Linked DNA regions of Mus musculus: all the other regions are linked to region 3. The links are chromatin contacts, called in public HiChIP or PLAC-seq, Micro-C and promoter capture Hi-C maps. All regions are on one chromosome and are shown on one strand. The core of a region is the stretch at or near the end of the contact, and the rest is flanking DNA. Distances in the headings are between cores, read along the strand shown.

Region 1 (2,700 bases), core at 68-2,567, 740 kb after region 3:
ACTATATAGCATGACTGTCTCCAAAATACAAAAATAAAAATTAAAAACAAAAACTTTTTTTTCTATTTTAGCAAAGAATCTTGTAGCAGAGTAGAGAACAATAGCACAGAGAATTATTCATCCTATTCTAGAGTAGCATTTATTCGGGTTTGCTTACACCTTAAATGAAATTTACTGCTTACTCAAAGACATTCTGGCCAGTATTAGCTTCATCGTTCACAAGGGGAAATTATTTACATTCCAGAAGCAAAGATTAGACTCAAGTGGACATGGGCACCTAGACCCTGCAAGAAAATAGACCAGATGAATTGATGAATTCAGACAGGTATCTAACTGCGAGCAAGAAACAGTTCAGAGGAATGAAGATTACAATACCATGGATGTCAAGGAGACTAGGGAAAGAACATTCCAGACCAAAACCACTCGCTTCACACAGAATACTGGATGGTCTGGTTAGAGACATGGGAAGTTCCCAGGGATTTGATTTGCTCACATTAATAGGTAAACGTGGTGAAATGAATACTTAATGTCACACGATAATTTCTTTACGCAACTTGCTAAGGCTGAGCTCGCAGCCTTAAAGAGAGGATGGAAATCATTTCCTTGGTGAGCGGAGGTGTGGTGTAGATTTCTATCACTGAACGGTTGGGGGGTTGCCCCCCGCCCAGCCCAGCGACGGGCCTTGAGAAGGTCAATGGGCCGCCCGGACTAAACCTCAGAGGCCAGCGCTGACGTCCTGCTACCGCACAACAGGCCACTGTCAAGCCGCACTTTAGACCCACGGAGCTCATCCCACAATTCAGAGGGCCTTAGGCAACCCGAAGGCCAGCCGCCGGCTTCCAGGACTCTGCTGAGGCTCCCCAGGGCGCCTACCAGGAACAAAGGGGATACCGGGGCCAAGCGCAGAACGCCGGACGGCACCTGCAGCCCCTAAGGGAGACCGGGGCGCTCCACTCGCGGTTCCTGCTGGCGCACTGCAGGAGCGCAAACGCACAGGGCGGCCGACGGGGACCGGGGGGCCCCCGATCCTGCGCGCAGCCCGCAGCCCGGCCTTTACCTGCACGTCACTCAGCTCCACGCGCAGATACAGCTCGCGGTGTCGCTGAGCCCAGTAGACATGCGGCGTCAGCACTTGAGTCTCCATGGCCCACGCTGTCCGGGGGAGCGGGGAGGCTCGGCTTGCTGCGCCTCGTTACCTCGGCCTGTGAGCCGCTGGAGCTAGCAGAACGCAGGCCTCAGACCCGCACGCTCCGCAGCCCGCAGCCCGGCTGTCTCGAGATAACCCACGCTCGCGGCTCGCGCTTGCGCAGTGAGGACCGGGGCGGGAGGGCGGGGCGAACCCAGCGAGGGAGAGGACGGGGCGGGACGTGGGAGAGGCTAGCGGCTGCGCCACGTGATCAGCGGCTCAGTGGCCTTCGGATCAGAGGCTTTTGAGCTCCTCGCTTACCTCCTGTGGCGCTTCAGAGAGGTCCTTGCACAAGAACATGAAAGTGAGAGGCTCTAATCTACAAAGAAAGGGCGGATTGGCGGCGTATGAAGAGGCTTGTGTGCAAGGATCCCTTCCAAGTTTTTTTGTATGATCGCAGCGTTTAGTGAGAACCCACTTCCTCCCTGGGCTTCAAGGCCACACACAGAAAGACAGATGAGCCATTCAAGACATACATTGGTGTTGCTTTTTTTTTTTCTTCCTTCCTTCCTTTCTTTCTTCTTTCTGTCTGTCTTACTATGTAGCTCTAGGTGACCTGAAATTCACTTGGTAGACCAGATCCAGGGACCTGTCGTCTGCTTTTGCCTCCCTTGTGATTTAAAGGTGTGCAACACCTCCCCTGGCCTCAGGCTTCCTGTTTTAAGAGAGATGGTTTCCATTCACTGCCCAACAAACAGAACAGCCCATTCGTTATAGCTATCTACATGAACTAATAAGCAAACAAACAAATCAGTTCCTTGGCATCCCTAGCCCCGTCCTGAGCATTTGAGGACCTGGATGCTGCAGACAGGCACTCTACTATAACCTCAGCTCCTTGTAGTGTCATCATCTGTTTCTAAGTTTTTCTGTAAAGGAGCACAGCTATTATGGGCCCATTTCCAGGGAAATCAATAAGGAGACAGAGACAGAGAGACAGAGATTAGTAAGAGGACTAGAGGACTAGAGGACTATAGCCTAGTCGGTAGTGGGTTTGATCCCCAATAGCACATAAATCAGGACTAGTGGTGAACACCTGTAATCTCAGCACTTGAGATGTTCAGAAGTGCAAAGTCATCCTTAGTTACGTACTGAGTTCAAGGCCAACCTGAACAAACAAAGGAAAGGGAAATAAAGTAGAGTTTATCATCCAGGCTAAAAAGTACACGGTGGTGGGGCAGGGTGAGGGAGACTAGAAGGCAAGGCCAGGGGCAGGGGGATGGGAATAAGGCTTTTATGATGATGTCAGTCAAATGAAAAAGAAACCACACTGTCCTCTCTAGAGACTGCCCCCCCCCCTCCTAGCCCTGTTTGGCTCAGGGCCATGTCTCCCTTCTCAGAGATCAGTCATTACTCCTGCAGAAAGCTTTCATTTGGTCCTTGACACTGATAAAGGCTATTGCCAGGACGTACGCCTAGTTTCTGCTGTTGGCAAGAGATCCTGCTTGGCTCTGATGTTCACCTTTTTACAGACTCTTCTGATGCTTGAAGGACTTAGAGGAGGAGCTGCTGTAGAT
Region 2 (2,700 bases), core at 10-2,509, 790 kb after region 3:
TGTGATCCCACGGGACCACCACTTCATGAGTGCCCTGAGCTGACTGAAACACGAGCGTGCAGGGCATGGCTCACTCCTCCTCTCAGTAGCTACAGCTCCTTTTCTAGTAAAGCCCCAGACGCAGTCTCTCTCTGTGTCACTTTGAAGGGTAGTCTCTAGGGTGATAAAGTGATTTAAAAATCATACTTTTACACTAATTTGTCTAACATGAGAGAGATAGCCGGACTGATAACAGTGTTCATTAGAATGCTACATCTCGCTGTCACTCAGCAACAGAGACAAGGGGGGCCAGAAGATGGTCTTAATTGTCCTTGTCACTGTTACTTGAATGACATATTCTTTGGTGTAGATAATTTGGCAACTTTCTCTGTGGGGTGGATTATCTTACCTTACTTAAATCTTAACTATCTGAGCTAGAATGAAGTCTGCAGTTGTTTGGTATTTGCCGTGAAGCTCTAAGTGTGAGACTAAGTGTGAGCAACACAAACATGCCTAGACGAGAGTCAGTTTAAAAGTGGATCCCGTCACACTTACGCTTCAACGGGAAGAGAAGTAGGAAGCTCAGTTTCCTGGTGCTCGCCTCGCCGTGGACCCCCCTCTCACGCTCTGTATGCTGCCACGCAACTCCACTCAAGATGCGCCTCTCTTCCAGGTGCAGCTGGTGAACAATCGGTTTAAAGGAGTCAAGTATTTCCGCCTGAACACCCTGGCCTCCCTGGGTTATGTGGTTGTGGTGATAGACAACAGGGGATCCTGTCACCGAGGACTTAAATTTGAAGGCGCCTTTAAATATAAAATGGTGTGTGAACATAGAGCATTTTCTTTTCAAATGTTTTCGTTTTGAGTTGGGGGAGGATCTAAGTGACAGAATGAGGGAGCACGGGTTAGACTTGAGCAGTGGGAAGGAAGGCACAGTTGGGTTTACACTATACTCACTCCTGGTTACCTGTATGCAATGCCCAGGAGCTGAGGTAGAACCACTTCTGCACAAAAATACTCTTCTAAGTTGTACCCGCAGCTCCCTACAAAGCAGCCCCATCTAGCGTGCAGAGACCCATATGTAGCTAAGAAATAATTGAGATTTGTTCTGTCCTCTGTGAAGAGGGAAACCGACTGGTTAGTTCCTTCCTTGTGACAAGCCTCTTTCTCTCTGCAGGAAGCTTTAAATGCTACCTTTTAGAGATGCCCCAGGTCCTTTCTGCTGCTTTGGGAAATGATGACAGGCCGATGTTCCTTTTGCACTGTAAGGCAGTCCCTGTGGTTGCCAGTGTGTTGGACATGCTGAGTAAGACATGGGATGCTCTCCCACAGACAGTTCTTTGACCTTATGTTGTATTCTCATGTAAGTTTTTGGTTGTTTTATTTTTTTGGTTTTGGCTCAGTGAAGCGAGACTGTGTGCACTGGCAGGCCAGGTGATACCCTGGGTGGTACTGGCAGGCCAAGTGATACCCTGGGTGGTACTGGCAGGAACTAAGCCGTCCAGAGCTTTGCTAGAGGTAAAATGCTGGAAAAGAGGAAGTTAGGGCCTCAGGGGTAATGTCCTCTGTTTTGTTGCACTTAAGTGCTAAAAGGAGAAGTAAAATTAATCTCTTAAAGGGGCTGAATTTTTGTCTTTGGATAGAGGAAGGCTTGTTACAAGGAAGTTGCTGGCCTCTTAGCAGACAACAGAACAAACGAGTGGGAGACACGATGTAGTTAGGGACAGTGTGGGCAATGACAGGAAAGGCCTGGGGACTAAACCCCCATCAGAGTAGCAGGTCCTTACCTATAGAAGCATTTTTATTTTACATTTCCTGGGGCAAAATAGAATATCACTTGTTAATTAAACTCTAATCTGAAAAGAGAAACTCTCCAGGAATTTTTAGTAAAAACATGAAGCAGCATTAAAAAGAATTCTCAAAGACTCTAGTGTACATCAGAGCCAGTGAGCTTTCCCCCTCTTTGACAGGGTCAAATAGAAATCGATGATCAAGTGGAAGGACTCCAGTACCTAGCATCTCAGTATGACTTCATTGACTTGGATCGAGTGGGCATCCACGGCTGGTCCTATGGTGGCTACCTCTCCCTGATGGCATTAATGCAGAGGTCGGATATCTTCCGGGTACGTAGCTATTATTGTATTTCAGTTTTTGCTTGTTTGTTTTCTTGATTTCGGGTTTTTTTAGGCAGAGTTTCTCTGTGTAGCCCAGGCTGGCCTTGAATTCAAAGATTTCCCTGCCTCTGCCTCCCACATGCTGAGATTAAAGTTGTTCACCACCACCACCCAGCTCTCTTGTTTGTTTTTGTAATTAGATAGAATTCTGTTCATCGAAGACACCTGGAAGTGGTAATTTTTTTGAAGGCTCATGGTATTGCCAATATTGTAGAGACTTCTCTACAATATTGCTGAGTTTGTGTTTTGCAACATGGGAAATGTACCTTTTGTGTTAACATAGCTTTTTAAACACTTGTCAGCCTGAGCACCAATTTTTAACTACTTATACATGCCAAAGATTAAAAGTCATGACTAGTAAAACACACACACACAGTTACTGGATTGTACTACTTGTTTAATTACTAAAGTACATCTTTGTCCTATTCTCTGGTATATCCTCAACAGTTAACAGTGCTTAACAGTTAAGTCCTCAGTAGATCTGTGTCTAGCACAGGGCCCTAAACAAATCATGGGGAGTGAACTGAATATTTACATGCTTATAATT
Region 3 (2,700 bases), core at 131-2,630:
ATATACATACATAAATCTACAGAGTGCTTGGTTCTCTGGAGGTCAGAAGAGAGCCTCAGATACCCTGGAATCATACACGGCTGTGTCACTATGTGAGTGTACTAGAGTCCCCTACATGAGCAACATGTACTCTTAATGGTTAAGCCATCTGTATGTCTCAGCCCCCCCCCCCCCCCTTTGAGACAGGGTCTCTCACTGTGCCTGGAACACATCAGTTAAACCTGGCTGGCTGGCTAGCCAGCTGGAGGAATCTGATTTTTGCCTTCTCAGAATCGGGATTCCGGGTAATATCAAGCTGTTTTTTAACCTGGGTATTGGAGATCTGAACTCAGCTCATCATGCAATGTGGGGGAGTCCTTTACCCTCTGAGGGATCTCCCCAACCCTGCCCTCCCTTTTTGTTGTTTGTTTTGAAACAATATCTCACTGTGTAGCACTGGATGGCCTGGAACTCCAGGGATCTGCCTAAGATTAAAGGTAAACACTGGATCCAATACTTTTTTTTTTTTTTTTTTTTTTTTTGATTTTTCGAGACAGGGTTTCTCTGTGTAGCTCTGGCTGTCCTGGAACTCACTTTGTAGATCAGGCTGGCCTCGAACTCAGAAATCCACCTGCCTCTGCCTCCCAAGTGCTGGGATTAAAGGCGTGTGCCACCTCGCCCGGCCGGATTCAATACTTTTAAAGAAAACAGGGAACCCTCCTTTTTTTGTTGTTGACATATTTCTTTTTTCTTTCTTAAAGATTTATTTTATGTATGTGAGTACACTGTAGCTGTCTTCAGACACTCCAGAAGAAGGCATCAGATCCCATTACAGATGATTGTGAGCCACCATGTGGTTGCTGGGGAATCGAACTCAGGACCTCTGGAAGAGCAGTCAGGGCTCTAGTCACTGAGCCCTCTCTCCAGCTCTTGACATATTTCTTTGGGTCTACACGTCTAACCCTAACTACAAACTACAATCTTTTCCTCATATCTTTATTTAATTAACAAAATTCATAGTCGTGGCATTTTGCTATTCTGAAGATGCAGTAATTTTCCAGCCAAAGTTGTTTGACACTACGTTTTACTCCTCTACAAATCAGTTTTCTTTTCTTTCTTTTTTTTTTTTTTCTCGTAGACGCTGGCCTGGAACCTGTGGCGATCCTCCTACCTCAGCCTCCGAGTGCTGGGATTCCAGGCGTGCACTATTATGCCTGGCTTCCATCGTTCGTGTTCTAAACCCGGAGACCTATTTCTGGAGCTAATAAAGCGCCCAGAACTCATTGCCGTCCCAGACATTCCGGATGGGTAGGCGGGCTTCCGAGCGCGGTGGGCGGGGCTCAGACCCTTAGGCTCCTCCCACGCCTCTTCGCCTACCCTTGGCGCCAAATTTCTCAGCTTGTCTCGCGGAGCCGAGTCTCGCGAGAAGCGGTGTTGGCGCGCTTGGCGGCGGCCGCTGTCTAGGTGAGGTGAGACCGGTTTCTGTGAGCGCAGATTTTGGAAGTGGAGCCCGCGTTGCAAAGGCGGCGCGGGGCGCGGGAGATGGGGTCTCACCCAGGAGCCAGGCGGAAGCGGGGCTGAGGAGGAGCGGGCGGAGCGGGTGGGAGGCGCCGCGGGAGGATGGCGGGCCTGCACCGGAGCCGCGCGCACGGACCTAGCTGAGAGGGAGGCTGGGAAGCGGACTCGAGGGGAGGCGAGGGAGAGGTGACATCCCTAGGGCTGGCGCCGACGGTGGGACGAGAGTGAGGGTGGTGGGACTTCCTTTAGGGCGAGGAGCTCCTGTTTTGACAACTAGGGAAAACGGTAGGTTGGAAACAGGTCCGGGAAGGACTTGTGGATCGGATGTTGAATTTGTCACGCACACTGCTCTGGGAGTTTGAGGACCTGGAGGGGGAAAGAGACTTAACTCGTTAGTGTCTAAAACACGTGTGACAGTTGTCAAGGAGAGAAGGAAGGGCTGTGAACATCTAATTCTTTACAAACACTGAGAGAAACCAGTTTACTGATAAGCCCCACTGTGCTTTTTTGGTTAATTGCTGGTTATTGTAGTTTTAAGTCCTGTTCTCAAACTCCCATTAGAATGGGATTGAGTGTACTAACTAGATGTTTTGAGGATTGGGGTGCTTGTTCTGGGCCTGGAACCCAGGCCAAGTGGTCCTAGGTAGAGTTATAATCTACCCTTGGTTCCCACATTTAAAGGTACTCAAAGACGTAGCGGTTTATTATCAGGAGCCAGTACTTTGTTTTTATAAATTTACGGTCACAAATTTAGAATTGGGGACAGCTAGTAAAGGCGATATAGTGCTGGGGAACAAGCCTTACTGAGTGTGATCCCTGGGTCTCATGCAAAGCTGGAAGGAAAGAATTGACTCTACCCACAGAGTCCTTTGCTACTTTGTGGATTCTTTCTTCCACCCTTCTCTACCCTTAATCTACCCTTTAGGCTCCCTAAAAAACGAGAGGATAGGGGGAAAAATGGCAACATTATCTTTACCCTGCAGATGAGGAGTGTCAAGTTCCTTGGGGCATGTTTGAGGCAAGGTGAGGACCTTGAGGATGTGTTATTTCTTCTCTTGCTCACCACTAAACAAAACCACAGCCAACAGCAAGCAGTCAATCCTGGCCTTTACCCTCTGAAAAGTCCTGAGGAAGCTATCTGCAGTTAGCAGAATCGCCGTTACAGCATTAGAGCTCAAGGCCTGTCATACCAGCTGCTGTGGG
Region 4 (2,700 bases), core at 104-2,603, 520 kb before region 3:
CGATGGGAAGGATAAAGGAGGTCAGGACAGATGGCAAAGCGCTTTGGGAAAATAGGCTCTACAGGAATGCAGGGCCGATGGGAGGCCAGCCCTGGGGTGTTTTGTTATCTGCCTGGAGCTGCCTGCTCCATTCTAGGCACCCGCATACTCTGGATTAAAAAGATCGCAAATCAGCAGGGGTGGGGTGGAAAGAGGGAAAGCCCCTACTTTCTGCCACTTGTTTCTCCCGCTTCAAAGTCGGTGCTCTGCTCTCCAACTAAGTGCGTGCGTGCATGCGTGCACAGGGGGCGGGAGGCTGGCACAACCAAATCTAAAAATACTCAGTAAAAATGCTAATCCCAAAGCAAAGAAAGAGCGAAGAAGGAATCTGTCAATCAACGGGCTCCCGCTCCTCACCCACAGCTGTACCGACTGCATTCCTGTAGACGAGGAAAAGAAGTGGGGGAACAGAGCTGAAGAAAAGAAAGGGACACACGCCACCACCTCCACGAGCGCGGGGCGGGAGGCGGCGGAGGAGGAGGGGCTCGGCCGGCAGAGCCGAACAAAGCGGGGCCTCCACTTGGAGCCCGAAGCCCCGAGAGTTGGGGGGCCAAGCTCAGAAACACCCCTGCTGCCCGGAAGCAGCTGGCGACCCTTGAGGTCTAGAAGCCAAAATGCTGCACGGAAGCCAGGTCTCTGAGGCTAGGCAAATCCGAAGGTTTTGTTTGGGGTCCCTCCACCCACTCCCCGTCCCCTACAGGCGCGCGCACACACGCGCACACGCCCTCCCTCTCCACCCGGGCCGCGCTAGGGGGCTGGGCCAGTGCGCCCCCAGCCGCTCTGGGACCCCACCTGGGGATGGTAATGCACTTGGTGTTCACGTTCTGCGTGGTGATGGCCTTCTCCAGCTCGTCCAACTGCCCCGTCTTCTTGAGCTTCTTCACCAAGCTCTTGACCGCCTTCTCGCACCACTTCTCCTCCTGCCCGTTCTGCTCGCCCTTCTTCCAACCCAGCAGGCGCTTCACGATCGGGGGGGTGAAGGGCAGGATGGACGACATGGCTGGCACCGAAGGGTCACCGGCGCCCCCGGCGGGGCTGGGCGCACTGGGGACGCCGGGGGCGCTCAGAGGCAGCTCGGCCCGCGCCTCGCCCGAACTTCGCTTTTAACTCTGGAGAACTTGCCCGGGCGTCCGGGCCAGGACTGCGGCGCTGCAGCTGCGGGGATCGGGAGCACGGCGGCGCCCGAGCTGCTCCACGCGGACCGACGGACTGACGGGCAGGCCCCGGACGCGCGGGGCGGAGGCGGCGGCCGCGAGACTCCAAGTGGCAGTAGAAAGTTTGGGTTTCCGCACGGGGTAGCTGTTTGGGTGCCGCCTCCGGGAAGGAAAGTCCAACCCCCAGCCAAACTTTGCTGGCCTGGATGGCTTTGGTGCGCAGATCCCTCCGCCTCTGCAGCGCTGCTCCTCCTCCTCCTCCTCCTCTGCGATCGCCGCCTTGCAGGGCCAGCCAGGGCCGAGCAGCCGCGCTACCCGCTCCTCTCCCGCCCGCTCCCAAGTCTACGTTTCACGCAGCTCCGCGTGCAGCCTCCTTCCCAGCGCAGTCGCCGCCCCCTCGCTGCCGGGGCTCCCCGCTCCTCCCCCGCGCCCTGCTCCGGGGAGGACCCGCGGCCTTCCCCGCCCAGCGCCGCCAAGCGCGCCCACGTGGGCCACCGGGTAGGGCGGCCGCCAGCTCTGCCAAGTGCCGAGGGACCGGACTCCTGGGGACTCGCCGCCCCACAGACTCTCAGATACCGTTGCAGGAACTAGAGAGGATTAGACTCACAGGGAACAGGCACTGTCCGTCAAGGGCTGGCTGCACTCCGGAGAGGACTCGGGCGCGGTGAGGGGTTCAGAAAAGCTCCGGGCCCAGGAAGTTGGGGCACGCTGATCTCGCTCAGTGGCCAGAGCTGCTTTAGGTGGTTTTTTGTTTTGTTTTTGTTTTCCTGCTGGGTGAGATCAGAACGGCCGACTGCCTGAGACTGCGGAGGAGGGAGTTGGAAAAGGGGAGAGGGAGACTTAAAAGGAGTTAAGAGACCTCAGTGACAACTTGAACAATAGCTGGAGCCAGGGGTCCCTTGGGCCCAGTGAACCAAGCTTTTTGCAGAAAACGGGCCTCAAAGACATCTGTTGCGTTCCTGAAGGAATGAATGGGGGTGCTTTAGGATTTTTCTTTGGAGGAGGGGAGAGAATTAACATTTCAGGGTGTTACTGAAGTTCCGAAATTCGACACCAAACAAGTAAGAGAGCTTTTGTTTACAAAGCAATGAACTCGCACACACAAAGAGCAAGCCGGAGAGGACTCGAGAAGTTTATTCAAAGTTAGCCTAGGTGGGAAGCCAAGAGAACCTGACTTTGAGTAGCCCTAGGGGCTTTACTGCAGACTAGACGAATTCAGGGCTGGTTGCCCACGGTCCCTCCACGGATTTGGGGCGTTACATTAGACCCTCTGCTCCTTTATCCTGTTTCAGCCTCCCTATCAGGCTAGCCCAGATGCTTAGAGTGTGCTTGGTTTTGCGCACGCGCGAACACACACACACCTATTTCTCTCCCGTGGTGAGAAACAAGTTATTTGCAAACCAAGATCCGGTGCGCTTTACGAAGCCCTATGAAGTGTGGCTCGTCCCACAGAGTCAGCCCTGAAGCTTCAGGGGCCCCCTGCTCTGTCCTCGAGGCTGCCCCACCA
Region 5 (2,700 bases), core at 201-2,700, 720 kb after region 3:
AGCAGTCTTATGAAAAAACACTCAGCATCCACCTACCATCTTAGGTTGAACAAGGTGAGCATTTACTTATCTGAAGGTCCCTGTTTTCCTTCCAGGATGAGAATGCCATAGTAATCCGAGAGTAGCTGCACCTGAGACTTCTCCATTCTCTCCTGTGGTCACATGGAGGCTGCTGGTCACAGGTTGACTATAAGCCCTAGGCATGTGGTCCTAGCTGCCACTGTGCTACCCAAAGTCCAATGTCAGGGGTATAAACAAGTCACAGTTCCTCCCCTTTCAACAGACCCCCCACACACACACACACCCCCAGCTAACCGGCTCCACAGCCGAAAACTGCAGGTGGAAAATGCAGAGTCAGACAGTAGGATACTCTACAAGAGTTCATGTCTCTTTTCAAACAGTTTACATTTTCTATTATAATCTTATTTTCTCCATACCTATTTTGCAAAAGAAACGGTACTGTTAATTGACCTACATTCAGACCACTGGAAAACTGTATTCTCTCTAATCTTTTTGAGAGTGCTCATTTGCAAACTGCTATGATCAAACAAAGAAAAGCAAGTTAGACATTAATTATAGCCTCATAAGCGTTGTTTATGCTACTGTTGACTCTTTCTCTATGCTCCACAACACTACACTAGTGAATATTCCACAGAAATTTCTTACTGATGAAGACACATGAGAAGTTTGTAACTTAATGCCACATGTCACATCTGCAGAAACTTCACCTATAGTTCTTGTTTCCTTAAAACACATCCGCAGAAGTGAAACCTCTAGGCCTGCTCCGGTCAGCATGTTCCTCCAGGAACTGACATAGGGAAAGGCAGGTAAGGCAGGAAAGGCAGGAAGGGCAGGAAGGGCAGGAAGGGCAGGAAGGGCAGGAAGGGCAGGTGCCTATTCACGTCCAAGGCAGAGAGAGCCACCTCAGCTGAGGTAGATGAAATGTCATACTTACCTTTTCCTAAAATAAAGAACCGCACTGTGAGGTTGACAAAGATCCAGGAGAACCCCAGGAGCTGCACAAGGTTGTACATGAACAGGTACCCTTTCTTCAAGTTTGTAAGAGCTGCAAAGCAAAGCAGAGCCGGGCCGTGAGCTCCTGAACACAACTCCGGAGGGAAGCCCTGGTGCCCCGTGTCGTGTACTCACCAGCTTCCTTTCATAGCCCTGCCTAGCTCAGGAGAAAAACTCCACCCCTCGAAACAGATAGAGGGAACTATGTCTCCCTTCAGCTTTTGTCCTAGTTAACATAATTCCTCTCCTCTGGGGTTTGGAGCATTGAGGGGATTATTTTTGGTTTTGTTTTGTTTCTTTAAGATCATGCAGGTCAAACTAGCTCACATAATAGGAAGAATAAATGAAAAAAACAAAAGCAATTCTAACATGTGGTCGTATAGACACATAGGCAGTCCTGTCTGCGAAGGGCAAAATGGGAACACAAAGGCAGTGAGAGCACAGCACCGCCTCCAAGGAGCTGATGACGGGCTGGAAAGCCACAGCACAAGCCAGAAGGAGACAGAGAATGTCCTCTGAAAAAAAGACATTAGCCTGGGAAACAGGCAGTCTATGTGGCTAAGCCAGGATCTGAGCTGCGCCTCTAGACATGGGCAGGATGAGGACACAGCCAGAGGCAGAAGAGGGAACAAGCACTCTGTCCACAGAACGAGCTTGGCCTTACAGGCCCCTCCCTCACAAGACAGGGGAAAAGAAAGGACAAAAAGGACAGTCTCTGGCAGAGACTCCAGGCCAACTGTGTCACCAATACTCTCATCAACACTTTACTGATGCCCAGACCACAACAGTATGGTCAAAATAAAACCAGCCCATCTCATAGGGCCAAAAGACACCACATGTAACACACTTAGTCAAACTTCTTCATAATGCAAAATGTACACTTCCTTCCCCATCATGAAGAACCCTAGCATCAGGAAACCATGAATTTATTTAAAAAAAAATCCATGTTTTAAGTTTTTGGTTGTTTTTTTTTTAATTTATCAAGTTTAAAACACTAAAAAGTTAATGTAAATATCAAAGGTAGCCTTTAAAAACACAACTTTATTACTGGGCCAGTCATGTTGGTGCCCAGCACTCTGGAGGCAGAGGCAGGGGGATATCTGTGAGTCTGAAGCCAGCCTGGTCTATGTAGTAAGTTCCAGGCCAGCCAGACCTTGTCGCAAAAGTTTAAAACACAGCAAACGCTAATCACCATCATCATCATCACCATCCCCCCTCACCACCATCATCACTCCCACCATCATCATCACCACATCCCCCCTCACCACCATCATCATCACCATCCCCCCTCACCATCATCATCACCACCATCCCCCCTCACCACCATCATCATCACATCTCCCCTCACCATCATCATCACCACCATCCCCCCTCACCACCATCATCATCACCACCCCCCTCATCATCATCATCACCACCATCCCCCCTCACCAGCATCATCATCACCACCCCCATCATCATCACCACCCCCCTCACCATCATCATCATCACCATCCCCCCTCACCACCACCATCACCATCCCTCCCCACCATCACCATCATCATCATCATCACTATTGTTGTTGTGAGGGGGCAGGCTCATGTGCTGTGGCTCAGTGTGGAGGTCACATGTCTGTGACATCAGTCCTGTGATGTCCGTGCTCTCCTTTCACTTTTGTGTGGCTTCTACAGACTCACATAAAGTTTG

The links. Promoter capture Hi-C pulls out the DNA fragments that hold promoters and counts their contacts. Hi-C and Micro-C count contacts between places; a contact is called where the count stands out from the background. HiChIP or PLAC-seq counts read pairs in DNA pulled down with a chosen protein or histone mark.
Region 1: a promoter capture Hi-C map of the HPC-7 cell line shows a contact between it and region 3. The contact joins the promoter of Hacd3 here to the promoter of Tipin in region 3. A contact is called at or near these places in 18 of 39 promoter capture datasets (the 3T3-L1 cell line, the C10 cell line, the HPC-7 cell line and 10 more), 1 of 15 datasets of contacts at CTCF or cohesin (large pre-B cells), 1 of 484 Hi-C or Micro-C datasets (cerebral cortex), 20 of 115 datasets of contacts at active chromatin or transcription factors (the 230-238 cell line, the NIH/3T3 cell line, astrocytes and 16 more) and 3 of 9 other capture datasets (adipose tissue, liver and pancreatic islet).
Region 2: a contact with region 3 is called in an H3K27ac HiChIP or PLAC-seq map of large pre-B cells, with 3 times the contacts expected there. The contact joins the enhancer-like site here to the promoter of Tipin in region 3. A contact is called at or near these places in 4 of 39 promoter capture datasets (cranial neural crest, frontonasal cranial neural crest, hippocampal neurons and 1 more), 2 of 484 Hi-C or Micro-C datasets (granulocyte-monocyte progenitors and stem cell-derived neural progenitor cells) and 4 of 115 datasets of contacts at active chromatin or transcription factors (the 230-238 cell line, the SCID.adh cell line, embryonic forebrain and 1 more).
Region 4: a Micro-C map of embryonic stem cells shows a contact between it and region 3, with 6 times the contacts expected there. The contact joins the promoter of Smad3 here to the promoter of Tipin in region 3. A contact is called at or near these places in 1 of 39 promoter capture datasets (maxillary cranial neural crest) and 1 of 484 Hi-C or Micro-C datasets (embryonic stem cells).
Region 5: a contact with region 3 is called in an H3K27ac HiChIP or PLAC-seq map of microglia, with 5 times the contacts expected there. The contact joins the enhancer-like site here to the promoter of Tipin in region 3. A contact is called at or near these places in 6 of 39 promoter capture datasets (the C10 cell line, cranial neural crest, hippocampal neurons and 3 more), 1 of 15 datasets of contacts at CTCF or cohesin (large pre-B cells), 15 of 115 datasets of contacts at active chromatin or transcription factors (the 230-238 cell line, the SCID.adh cell line, astrocytes and 11 more) and 1 of 9 other capture datasets (adipose tissue).

The regions. Positions count from the first base shown.
Region 1 is chr9:65,020,400-65,023,099 of GRCm38.p6, forward strand. Hacd3 (3-hydroxyacyl-CoA dehydratase 3) reads right to left here and starts at 1,318. Exons shown (of 11, transcript NM_021345.2): 1 at 1,058-1,318. The coding sequence starts at 1,144.
Region 2 is chr9:65,073,787-65,076,486 of GRCm38.p6, forward strand. It overlaps Dpp8 (dipeptidylpeptidase 8), which reads left to right. Exons shown (of 21, transcript NM_028906.2): 17 at 653-799; 18 at 1,950-2,102. Among named protein-coding and RNA genes, the nearest start is that of Igdcc4, 26 kb to the right of the region's middle. Within about 2 kb of position 1,260, at least 80 of the 459 cell types and tissues checked have an H3K27ac peak or open chromatin away from gene starts, as enhancers often do. A contact at or near this core is called in the 230-238 cell line, where this site is marked.
Region 3 is chr9:64,280,205-64,282,904 of GRCm38.p6, forward strand. Tipin (timeless interacting protein) reads left to right here and starts at 1,381. Exons shown (of 8, transcript NM_001324557.1): 1 at 1,381-1,443.
Region 4 is chr9:63,756,641-63,759,340 of GRCm38.p6, forward strand. It overlaps Smad3 (SMAD family member 3), which reads right to left and starts at 1,354. Exons shown (of 9, transcript NM_016769.4): 1 at 832-1,354. The coding sequence starts at 1,037.
Region 5 is chr9:65,000,026-65,002,725 of GRCm38.p6, forward strand. Hacd3 (3-hydroxyacyl-CoA dehydratase 3) reads right to left here. Exons shown (of 11, transcript NM_021345.2): 6 at 956-1,066. Among named protein-coding and RNA genes, the nearest start is that of Hacd3, 20 kb to the right of the region's middle. Within about 2 kb of position 1,451, at least 19 of the 459 cell types and tissues checked have an H3K27ac peak or open chromatin away from gene starts, as enhancers often do. A contact at or near this core is called in adipose tissue, bone marrow-derived macrophages and microglia, where this site is marked.